2 separate regions of the Oryctolagus cuniculus genome follow, and region 2 is linked to region 1. A link is a contact called in public Hi-C data. All regions are on one chromosome and are shown on one strand. Each heading gives the region's core, a stretch centred on a gene start, on an enhancer-like site or on the middle of the called end of the contact. The rest is flanking DNA. Distances are from core to core; before and after follow the strand shown.

Region 1 (5,952 bases), core at 1,807-4,306:
AAAACCAGTAGTACCAAGAATAAGTTGTCTGGTCGGAAAATAGTTTGTATACAAAAGCAAGAAGGGTGACTTAGTTCATTTCTTTCTTGCTCTTCTGAGATTATTAAATGAAAAGTAAAATTTTGCACTTATCAATCCTTTTTTTTTTTTTTTTTTTGACAGGCAGAGTGGACAGTGAGAGAGAGAGACAGAGAGAAAGGTCTTCCTTTGCTGTTGGTTCACCCTCCAATGGCTGCCGTGGCCGGTGTGCTGCGGCCGGTGCACCGCGCTGATCCTATGGCAGGAGCCAGGTACTTCTCCTGGTCTCCCATGGGGTGCAGGGCCCAAGTACTTGGGCCATCCTCCACTGCACTCCCGGGCCACAGCAGAGAGCTGGCCTGGAAGAGGGGCAACCGGGACAGAATCCGGTGCCCCAACTGGGACTAGAACCCGGTGTGCTGGCGCCGCAAGGCGGAGGATTAGCCTAGTGAGCCGCGGCGCCGGCCACCAATCCTTTTTTGAAAGTCATTGTAAAGGTACAAATTCCCGTAGCTTTTAAGTTTATGGCAGACTTCTGACTTCATGGTTTTCTGTGTTTCAACACAAGAAACAACTTCTATCTAAAAGCAGAGAAATTCCTTTTTCTCACAGAGTGGGCACGTGTCAGTCAAATACAGCTCCCTGGTTCTGCGACAAGGCCTTAGGCTGCCTCTGAGTCGTCTGGGCGGCAGGGCAGCACTTGTTTAAAAACAGACTCTGGATTCCAGTTCAGACACAGAGAATCAGAATCTCCAGAAGAGAGCCCAGGTATTTTTTAATAAGTTTTTGTCTGCATAAACCAATACTTTCTGAAAACAGATGCAACAAAAAGCCTAAAAGATAGAATAATGTTAGCATATATTGAAATAAAGTATGCTGTTGGGATTGTCTTATGCAGCTCTGATGGCAGACATGTGATTAATGATTTTGAACCTAATGATAGTAAGGAAGCTTGGTGTCATGGTTAAGAAATGGTTTCTAGAGCCAGAATGTTTGGTTGCTAACTGGCTGTGTTGACCTGCACAAAGAACTTAATAATCCCTCTTATCTGTAAAGTGGAGATGATACCAAAGCACCTTCCTCAGAAGTTTTTGTGAAGATTAAGTGAGACATTGAATGGAAAAGCACTCGACGACATCTTAGTGCTGCAGAAGGTTAAGCTTCTACTTGGGACGCCTGAATCCTGTATCAGAAGGCCAGTTTAAGTCCCAGCTACTGCACTCTGATCCAGCTTTCTGCTAAGGCATCTTGGAAGGGAGCAGATGAGAGCTCAACTGCTTGGGAAGCTGCCACTCACAAAGGAGACCAGAATTGAGTTTTGGCCCCTCCCTGGCTCTGGCCTGGTCCAGCCTTAGCTCTTGCAGGCATTTGGGGAGTGAATCAACAGATGGAAGATCTCTCTGTCTCTGTCTCTTTTCTTTTCAAGTAGATGGAAATAAATAAATAAACATTGAAAAGAGAAAACCACTTGGAACACCATTTGGCAATCAATAAAAGTTTGGTGGCAATCAGTAAAAGGCTCCAATAAAAGTTTACTATTATTATTAATGCCCCTCTAATGATAGAGGTAGACATTTTGTTCCCTATGGTGCTACTTTATGATGAATTCAGGCCTATTTTAGAAGAAAGGGAGAAGAAAACAGGCAAATGGCTGCTTAGATACACATGGAGTGAATATATATAATTTGTTTGTGTGAGTATGTGTGTGTATAGGTATTTACAACCAACTATATTGTGTAAAAACATATAATGATGAATGGGCATTTGGCCTAGCGGGTAAGACGTCTGCATCTCATATCAGAGTGCCTGGGTTCAGGGTCCATCTCCAGCTCCCAATTCCAGCTTCCAGGTAATGAGGACTCTAGGAAGCAACAGGTAATGACATACGTAGTTGGGTTATTGCTGGTCATGTTGGCAATCTGGGTTGAGTTCTCAGCTCCCAACTTCTAACAAACCTGGCCCCAGCCATTGTGGGCATTGAGGGGAGTGAACTAGTGGAATGGAAACTCTGCCTCTTAAAAAATAAATAAATAAAAATTTAAACATGTCTAATGGGAAAAAATGAACACTTTCTTCATTTTGTTGAAATAGGACTTTAAAGTGAGAGATTTAAAATTTGCTACATTTCTTATTTCTGCCGCACTCCGGGTTAAAACCAACAAGCGATAGGAACAACAGACACACTAGATGGCGCCTTAGACTTAGTTTTTATAGAAACCAGTACTAACTGGAAAAAGACAACTAAAGCACATTTTAATGAGTCTTTTTTTCTCACCATTAAAACAGTTTCATCTTAGAGTGTGTGCCTCTAAGAAATAAGAACTTTTTTGACAGAACTGGAGGAAAATTTCAGCAAAAATAAATATCCTACTTGCTAGGTTTGTGCTTGGAAAGTATTAGATGTGTTTTAAGCCACAAATGTATAAGGAAGTTATTTTCTTTGAAAACATTGCCTTATTTCTGAGTGTTTTTTCCCCTCTTTGTGTTTGTAATTTTAATATTTCTACTCTTTCAATCTTTTGTTGTTAGTTTCTAAAAATGTGGTTGTAAAGTTAATTTGAATCACATCAATTCCTATTGTCGTATTTTAAAACTTATCTGTTTGTATTAAAATATTAATTTAACAAGCCAATATTAAAGGATATCATGTGGATATTTCAAAAAGTTCATGGAAAATGGAATTAAAAATGAAGTTTTAGTATAAAAATTTTGAAATCCATGCATAATTTTTTTTAAAGTTTTTTTATTTATCTGAAAGAGTTACACAGAAAGAGAAGGAGAGGCAGAGAGAGAGAAAGGTCTTCCATCCACTGGCTCACTCCCAAACTGCTCAAAATGGCCAGAGCTACGCTGATCCAAAGCCAGGAGCCAGGAGTTTCTTCTGGGTCTCCCTTGCAGGTGCAGGGGCCCAAGGACTTGGGCCATCTTCCACTGCTTTCCCAGGCCATAGCAGAGAGCTGGATTGAAAGTGGAGCAGCTGGGACTCGAACTGTTGCCCATATTGGATGCCAGTACTGCAGGCGGTGACCCCACCCGCTACGTCACAGCACTGGCCCCTAATTTTTTCAAAATATCCAATTTCATAAACTTTTTGAAGTCTTCTTTAATAGTATTTTCTTTTTTTATAAAGTTTGTTTTTATTTATTTGAAAGGTAGAGTGACAGAGAGAGAGAGAGAGAGAGAGAGATCTTCCATCTGCTGGTTCATTCCTCAAGTGACTGAAAGTAGCCACGGTGGGGCCAGACTGGAAACCAGGAGCCAGGAACTCCATCTGAGTTTCCCTTGTGAGTAGCAGAAACTCATATACTTGAGCCATCATCTGCTGCCTTCCAGGGTGCACATTAGCGGGAAGCTGCATTGGAAGTGTAGTTGGAACTCAAACCCATACTCCAATATGGGATGTGGATATCCCAAGAGCAGATTAATTTGCTGTTCCACAGGGTCTGTCTTCTTGGAGTATTTCTGATACTACTGTACCTTGCTTCATGCACTTGGTCTTGTTTACTCTTGCTAAGAACTCTACAAAAATTGCATTCATTTTATCAGTAAATAAGCTATCGGATATTTAGTAACTTTCCAGCCTTATGTACTTAGTAGTATTTATGTACTTGACTGGTAGTTGCTGCAAGAGTTTCATCAATGTATTAAAATTATATTTTTTTGAGCACCTACCATGTTCCAGGCTTGCCAAGCACCAGGCAAACTATAGTGACTTAAAGTTGCCTGGGCCCCGCCTACATGGACTTTTTTTTTTTTTTTTTTTGACAGGCAGAGTGGACAGTGAGAGACAGAGAGAAAGGTCTTCCTTTTCCGTTGGGTCACCCTCCAGTGGCCGGCGCACCGTGCTGATCTGAAGCCAGGAGCCAAGTGCTTCTCTTGGTCTCCCATGGGGTACAGGGCCCAAGGACTTGGGCCATCCTCCACTGCACTCCCTGGCCACAGCAGAGAGCTGGCCTGAAAGAGGGGCAACTGGGACAGAATCCGGTGCCCCGACCGGGACTAGAACCCGGTGTGCCGGCGCTGCAAGGCGGAGGATTAGCCTATTGAGCCACGGTGCCGGCCGCCTACATGGACTTTTATAATTGAGAGATAAATTGACAGAGTTTTTTTTTGCAATCTACCGGTTTGGGAGTGGGACAAAAAAGATACACAGATGATTTTCATTGTTGGATAGACCAGGGAGACTTTTCACTACAGAAAGAATGATACCTAGCTATATTCCTGCATTAAAACATTTAATCAGATGTACTCATTGTAGCCAAAGGAGAGGCAGTCCTCCCTTCTCCCTGCAACACTGACAGTTAAATCATAAATCAACATTTAAAAACAATGTAAACTAAACTGTCTTCTAGATAAGAATCAGATAGAGTAAGGAAAATCTGGCTATGCTAGAATGTCAAAATTTTCCACTGATGAAGAGGTATTAAAATATCTAAAGCAAAGTGTTCATAGTGGGAGTCTAAGAAGTTAATATAATTTTTGCACAGTCTAAGACTTGGTGATTTCTAGATGGCTTCCCTAGTGCCATTTGTTGATACCCCTAATTGCCATGTGCCCTTTTTAACTTGGGACATTTAACATTTTTTCTTCAGTTGATTTTTCTTTAAAAGCTTAGATTTTCTTATCAAGTTGTATGCTATTGAAGGGTATGTGATGAGGAAACACAGAGCAGAGTTTGAAATTGAAGTCCTTGACTGGGCTACAGTAAGTCCATGGAGCTCCTAACATTTTGTGAAATTCATGTATGTATATGCTGTATTAATCCATCTTCAGTCAGCATAACAAAATACCTGACGCTGAGTAGTTTGTAAAGGAGTTTATTTAACTCAGGGATTTGGAAGTTGAAATTCTAAGATTGGGGGGCCCCATTACCCTCCCCCACTGGCGTGAATGTCTGTGGAAAAGGTCCCATGGCAATACAGGAAGCCAGGGAAAATCAGGGGCCAAGCTCACTCTTTGTAACAACCCACTCTTGTGGGAATTAACTGGGGTTCTGTAAGCCTCACTTGAACATCTTCCAAGGGTGATGCCTTCAGTGACCTAATTACCTACCAGTAGGCCCCACCTCGAAAGGTTCCAGCTTCTCCCAGCTCTACTACAGGGAGACCAAGCTTTCAGCACAGGTACCTCTAGAGGATTTGCAAAAACCATAGCATATGCTTAGTAGTATTTTTTTGGGAAGGAAGTCCATAACTTTTATAAGGTTCTTGATGCGTGTCATGACCCTTAAGATGTTAAGAATTGTTGTAATTAGGATTTTATCCAAAGAGATCTTCAAGATTTTGTATAGTTCAAGACCATGGTTAGAGAATTCTGTTCCCTAACAGGCATCTTGGAGAAGGAGGAATTGTTTTGGCTCCTTTCAAGAACTATAGTATTGGAATTCTGAGTGAATTTGGGATTTGAAAGTCTATGTTTAACAATAGAGCTTTGGAACTCTCAACTCTGAGTAGTATATAGTTTTGAGTTTAAGGATACCCTTTGGGAAATTTGAAAATGCTTCTTTCTAATTCAACCTTTTAGTTATAGGAATTATTATTTTTAGAAAATAAAATAGAAAGGAGTAGGAAAAGAGAAAAGTTATTATATTTTCTCAATGAAATAAACATAAAATAAACATAAAATAAAAATCAATTTATAAATCTTAAATCTAATAATTTTAAAAAGATTACAAAGAAGTCTTTGGTATGAGTATTTTGTATTAATAATACAAATTGATATGGTGCCTTTTCCCACCTGGACGTAGGTTGGCAGCTTGGGGAGTAGACATCCTCTGTCGTCCCTTGTCACCTGCCATATCTCAGTTTTGCATATTCTTTGCTGAAGAGTAGGATGGTTATAACTTAAGCTTGCAGCTATATAGTTCTGATTAAGCTATTAAAAATGGTTCCAGATAGAAGAAGGAAGAAGTAAAATTTGATATCTCAATTTGTT
Region 2 (6,129 bases), core at 2,674-5,173, 98 kb after region 1:
CCACAGAGCCTTTTGCACTGCAAGGGCTGAATAAAATTGTTACCAAATTTAATTTGGTTAATTTTTGAGTGTGAGGGAAGAGTGTTTAATTCTGTGTCTGAATATATAATCCAGGAGCAGTGGATGATATTTTCTGCCAAAAAACCATTAACTTTACAGGAAACATGCCAATGAGGAGCATACAGGTAAAAAGGAACTCAATTTAGTTTTTACAAGTTCTCTTTTTTAGAGAGAGAAACATAAAATGCTCTGAACATCTGCATTTGAAATTAAAATCCATAAGCGAAGCGTTCTCAGGAGTAAAAATGAAACAATAATTGGAAAATACTGTAGCTCTGTATTTATTACAGTTTTACAGTAGATGTTAGTGAGTTGGGGAGAAGCCAGGGTGTCCTACGGGGTCGGGGAAAAGAGCAAGGTGAGCAGACCCTCAGGGATGATGATTTAACTGCTTAATGTCATTGAAAAAAATCTCTAAGTCTTTTCTTTTTATAATGCTTACAATATTAAGTTTTAAAATATAAATATTTTGATGCTTTTTTAAAAATTTGTTTATTTGAGAGGGAGAGAGACAGCCAGCCAGCCAGCAACAGAGAGGTCTCCCATTCGCGGTTCATTCTGCAGATATCCACAGCAGCTGGAATTGGTGGACCAGGCCTGCCCCACAGAGTGCATGTTAGCAGGAAGCAGGAGTCAGGAGCTGGGACAGAGTCAGGACTCAAACCCAGGCACTCTGATAAGGGAATGCAAGCCTCCCTACTGCATTTAATTGCCAGGCCAAACTCGCCCCTCAGTACTTTAATTCTTTCGGGTTGGAAGTGGAGGCTTTCCTTGATTTTCTCTTCGGGTGCAGCAGCAGGACCTGCACAGTCCTGGCTCCTCCCCTGGAGATCCCAGAATATCCTGTCCGTCGCAGAGAAAAAGGTTCTGTGGCACGGTTAGTTCATCTGGTAACCTTTTAGAGCATTGCTCTGCAAAACTTTCAAAACCACCCATGCTTTCTATGGCTTTCAGTTTAAATTGGACTGATTGTTGACACTTCTCCATAAATCAGATGAAATTATTTAGAGGTCCAGTTTAAGCTCACTGGATGTGTTTATGGCAACTGTACTTTTAAAAGTGTTTTTAAAGAAAGGCTCTTAGGGCTCTGGAATTTTCTTTTTTGGATTCTAGCATTTCCCATGTTTCCATTAAGAGGCATGCTCACATCATATACTCACTACAGGAGGCTTTTATTATAATATGGACCACATGAGTAAGTTTTATTTATTTATAGCTATATAAATAAAAAGCTTACTTTTAAACAGAAACCTTAAGTCTTTATATTACATTTAAAATTTGTATTCTTTTTTTATTAAGATTTATTTTATTTTATTTATTTGAAGAAGAGTTACAGAGAAAGGTAGAGAAAGAGAGAGAGGGAGAGGTCTTCCATCCTCTGGTTTGCTCTTCACATGGTTGCAACAGCAGGAGCTGAACCGATCTGAAGCCAGGAGCCAGGAGCTTCTTCCGGGTCTCCCACATGGGTGTAGAGGCCCAAAGACTTGGGCCATCTTCCGCTGCTTTCCTAGGCCATAGCAGAGAACTGGATCAGAAGTGGAGCAGCCAGGACTTGAACCTGTGCCCATATGGGATGCTGGCGCTGCAGGCAGTAGCTTTACCTGCTATGCCACAGAGCTGGTCCCCAAAAAATGTAATTTAAAGAATTGACATTTTGAGATCTGATGATTGTTTATAGCCCTTGTCTCTATGTTGAGCAACAGTGCTTTTTTTCTTACTATTTGTTGAACTCTTTACTTAGTATAAGTTTAATCTTATGAGTATAAAGTAAACTCAAAGTAGATCATTGTAAAAATTAAGAGAGGGAATAAGGGAGGAAGGAGGAGGAAGGGTACGAGTGTGAGTAGGACAAGGGTAGGGTGGGAAGTATCAGTATGTTCCTAAACCTGTATATATGAAATGCATGAAATTTGCATACCTTAAATAAAATAAATAAGAACAACAACAACAACAACAAAAAACAAGAGAGAAAAAAAAAAAAGAGAGATGGGTGGGCATCTAGCCAAGTGGTTAGATGTCTATGAACCATGAGGGAGTTATTGGGTTTGATACCCAGCTCCAATCCTTTTTTTGTTGTTGTTAAAGATTTATTTATTTATTTATCTAAAAGAGCTATAGAGAGAGAAGGAGAGACAGAGATATCTTCCATTTGCTGGTTCACTCTCCAGCCCACATGGCCACAACAGCCAGGGCTGGGGAAGGCCAAAGCAAGGAGCCAGGAGCTTCATCTGGGTGTCCCACATGGATAGAGGGACCCAAACACTTGGGCCATTCTCCACTGCTTTTCCCAGGCCATTAGCGGGGAGCTGGATTGGAAGTGGAGCAGCTGGGACACGAACCAGAGCCCATATGCTGGTACTGCAAGTGGCAGCTTTACCTACTATGCCACATTGTGGGTCCCCCAGCTCCGCTCCTGATTCCAGTTTCCTGGTAGTACAGACCCTAAGAGGAGTGGTGATGGCTCAAGCTGTCATGTCCCTGCCACCTCTGTGGGAAGGAGATTGTATTGTAGAGGTTAGATTCCTGTCTCCTGGCTTTGACCTATGCCAAGTCCCGGTCTCAGCCAAGTCCCGGTCTCAGCCCAGTCCCAGTCCAGGCTATTGGGGAATGAACTAGTGGATACGAGCTCTCTCTGTGTCTCTGCTTTGCAAATAAATTAAAAAGTTTTTTTTTTTTTTTTTTTTTTTTTTTTAAGAAACCATCTTTAAAACAAAGTGAACAGAGAGAGAACGAAAACTATGGGTTTCCACTTACCAGAGACAATAAATCCCTCTACCACCCATTCTGTTCAGAATTCTGCTAGTGTTAGGAAATTTCAAAGTATAACCATAAAACAAGCAAGTATCTTTTGTACTGAATTTGAAAAGAATGAGGAAAGGAAAAATAAAGAGGAAAGAGCATCATCTGTCACACCATCACCCCGAGAGAATGACTGCTTTTTCGTATAATTCTGTCTAATCTTTCCCATGTCTTTGACGTCCTTGAACTCCTATGATGACTAAACTCTTCCTTGGGCTGCTGCTGTTTTCATCAACTAGTACTTTACGTAATCATTTTGAGAATTCTAATACACCAGTCACTGTGTTAACTATTTAACAAATATGAAAGTACTTGAGAAAGTTCATGGAAATGGAGCTAAATGTAAGTTTATTTTGCTGTGAACACTTTTGGAATGCACCCATGCGAGAGGTCTCTCCAAAATGTATGGCGAATGTGTGTTATGAAACTCTATGTGTGGGTGAGGGTGAATATTCTTTAAGTGGGCTTCAATGTATGAATGGAATGGAGACCACAGTGAAGAAAACCAGAAAGCTTGAGTGTGGGCTCTCTCGTGTTTGCTCTGTCTTCTTGAGGTTTTATTTTGGAGGGAAGAAAGAGGAACTTGACCTCTTTAAAGAATGAACTATTTTTAATTGAAATTTTATCTGCAGCATTTAGTGTGTCAACAAGTTTGAAACAGTGAAGTCTTATCAGAGGAAAGTCTGCTTTGAAAATGATATGGAAATATTTGTTGGGTGTTCACTCCTCCAACGCCTAGATGAAATATACAAGGGAGTGACTGAATTTTACAATATTTAGATAGCTACACCGTGAGTAATCAAAACATTCTTTAGGTGCTTAATAAGAGGTTAAGATCAGCCTACCCAGAGCTCATATGATAGCACTGGACCCGGAATCAGTGGCTTGGAGACTTTGATAGTGTTAGAGGCCCAGGACCAGGCCAGCTCTTCCCTGTAAAGATGCCAGGACACAATGGAGGGAGCAGAGTTTGTACTGACACCTGCCCAGGAAAACCCATTCAACTAAGGGCCCCAACGCGTCCACCAGCCCCAGAGCGTCTCCCCCAGACCTCCTCTGAGTCACTCCTTGCCTGTCCTTCACCTTCTAGGTTCCAAGCGTCCAGCTTCCCTCCAGGCAGGCAATTGGTGGTGGCTCCAGGGTGGGTCCCAGGCCTCCTTGGAACTGCTATAAAGATTCTGAGATTTTATAGCAAGAGTTGCCAAACAATCCTTCAACATACCTCTTGGTTTTGCCCTTGTGTGTCCATTGCCATGGCAAGATTCCAATCCAGGCCTTTGTGACTGTCAGCCTGCTAATCCGCCCCCTTGCTTCTTCCTCCATGCCTCATCCTCTTACATGCCATCTCCAGCTTTGTCTTTCTAAAGTGTTTTCCTCCTGTCACTCTCCTACTGGAGAATGCCTTGAGAATGGAGACTGCATTTCTCAGCTAGTCCTTCAGGGGCCTCTGTGATTTGCCTGCACCCTGCTGGTACACTTTAGCATGAAATTCCTTTGGGCATGTATTTCTACTTGTATACCTTTAATTGTAGTTTCTCACAGGTCTAGAGAATCCTTGCTTTTTAATTATTCAAAGCATTCTAGCCCTCAAGTCCTCTTTATCCTGTCGCATAATCCTGATTCCGTCCAACTAGGTCTTTCCTTTCTCAGTACTTCCCCCGAAAGACAGTAAGACAGCATCATACAGATGAAGCCATGATTTCATGGAACCTATTTTCTCAACTGCATTACAAACTGTCATCACAGAGGCCATCACAGTAAGGCCAGTACCCTTCAAAAACTGATTCCTTTGGCTGGCATTGTGGGGTAGTAGAATGCTGACATCCCATGTGGGTGCCGGTTTGTGTCCTGGTGGCTCCACTTCTGACCCAACTCCCCGCTAATGTGCCTGGGGAAAAGCAGCAGCAGATGGCCCAAGTGTTTGGGTCCTGAAACGCATGTGGGAGACCTTGATGAAGCTCCTGGTTCCTGGCTTCGACCTGGTCCAGCCCAGGCTTTGGGGCCATCTAGGGAGTGAACCAGCAAATGGAAGATATCTCTCTTTCTCTCTCCCTCTTTCTCCATAACTCTGACTTTTTTGAGTGTCCCTATAAAAAATGCAAATTTTTTTTGAGAAGAAATTTACCTTCCATCTCCTTCCTCACTTTCCACCATCTCTTTAGGCATACCCATGAACAAGCTGTGTGTCTCTCTAAATATTTACCAGGCCCATTGAGTCATAGATAAGTATACCATAGTTAGTGATATAAATGAGAAGGGAGTGTATTTTTCTATTAAAATCCTTCCAAGAGAATGCTTATGGCAACTGTAGGAAAAATATTTTTTAAAGATTTATTTATTTGAAAGAGTTACAGAGAGGCAGAGGCAGAGAGAAAGAGAAATCTTCCATCCCCTGATTCACTCCCCAAATGGCTGCAACAGCGGAAGCTGGGTTGATCTGAAGCCAGGAGCCGGGAGCTTCTGGGTCTCCCATCTGAATGTGGGGTCCTAAGGACTTGGACCATTTTCCACTGCTTTCCCAGGCCACAGCAGAGAGCTTGATTGGAAGTAGAGCAGTCGGGTCTCAAACAGGCACCCATATGGGATGCCTGTACTACAGGGAGCAGCCTTACCCATTATGCCACAGTGCCAGCCCTTGTAGGAGAAATATTAACAAGGGAAGGGAATTAAGTAGAAAAAATTTGATTAGAAGTTGAATTATCAAATATATATATTTGCAAATATATTTACAAGTAAATATTTATATATATAAATAGCTTTTCTCTGCACCATTAAATAACCAGCAGTAAACAGAAAGAATAACTGTCTCCTTCACAGTTGCCAAAAATCTTTGAAATATTTAAGAGTAAGCTAAAAGGAAGCTGTTGCCAGACTTCTAGAATCCCAGTTTTCTTAAAAAGTAGATAAAGTAATGTTAAGGTTTATATAGAAAAATTAAAGCATAAAAATACCCAAGAAATTTATGAAAAAGGAGATCTGCTTTTTAAATTTAAATAAAAATACATATTGAACATTTTCTCTGTCCTACTAAGTTCTTCTTCAACATGATTTTTAATGGCTATATGATATTTAAACAAATTTGCCATCATTTATTTCAGTGTCATTTTTTGAAATTTAGGTTGTTTCCTCCTTTTCAGTACTTTTTTTTTTTTTTCTTTGCTATCAAAGGTGTGCTATAGGGAATGTTCTCATGGGTAAATTCTTATGCACAGCCTTGATTATTTTGGCAGATAAACACCTAGAAGTGAAGTTGCTAGATGAATTTTCACA

Evidence for each region. Hi-C and Micro-C count contacts between places; a contact is called where the count stands out from the background.
Region 2: a Hi-C map of skin fibroblasts shows a contact between it and region 1, with 2.6 times the contacts expected there. The contact joins two enhancer-like sites. A contact is called at or near these places in 4 of 6 Hi-C or Micro-C datasets (embryonic fibroblasts, liver, psoas muscle and 1 more).

The regions. Positions count from the first base shown.
Region 1 is chr20:13,820,400-13,826,351 of mOryCun1.1, forward strand. All of the region lies in intron 7 of RAD51B (RAD51 paralog B), which reads left to right. Among named protein-coding and RNA genes, the nearest start is that of RAD51B, 110 kb to the left of the region's middle. Within about 2 kb of position 3,057, at least 1 of the 8 cell types and tissues checked has an H3K27ac peak or open chromatin away from gene starts, as enhancers often do.
Region 2 is chr20:13,917,303-13,923,431 of mOryCun1.1, forward strand. All of the region lies in intron 7 of RAD51B (RAD51 paralog B), which reads left to right. Among named protein-coding and RNA genes, the nearest start is that of RAD51B, 210 kb to the left of the region's middle. Within about 2 kb of position 3,924, at least 1 of the 8 cell types and tissues checked has an H3K27ac peak or open chromatin away from gene starts, as enhancers often do.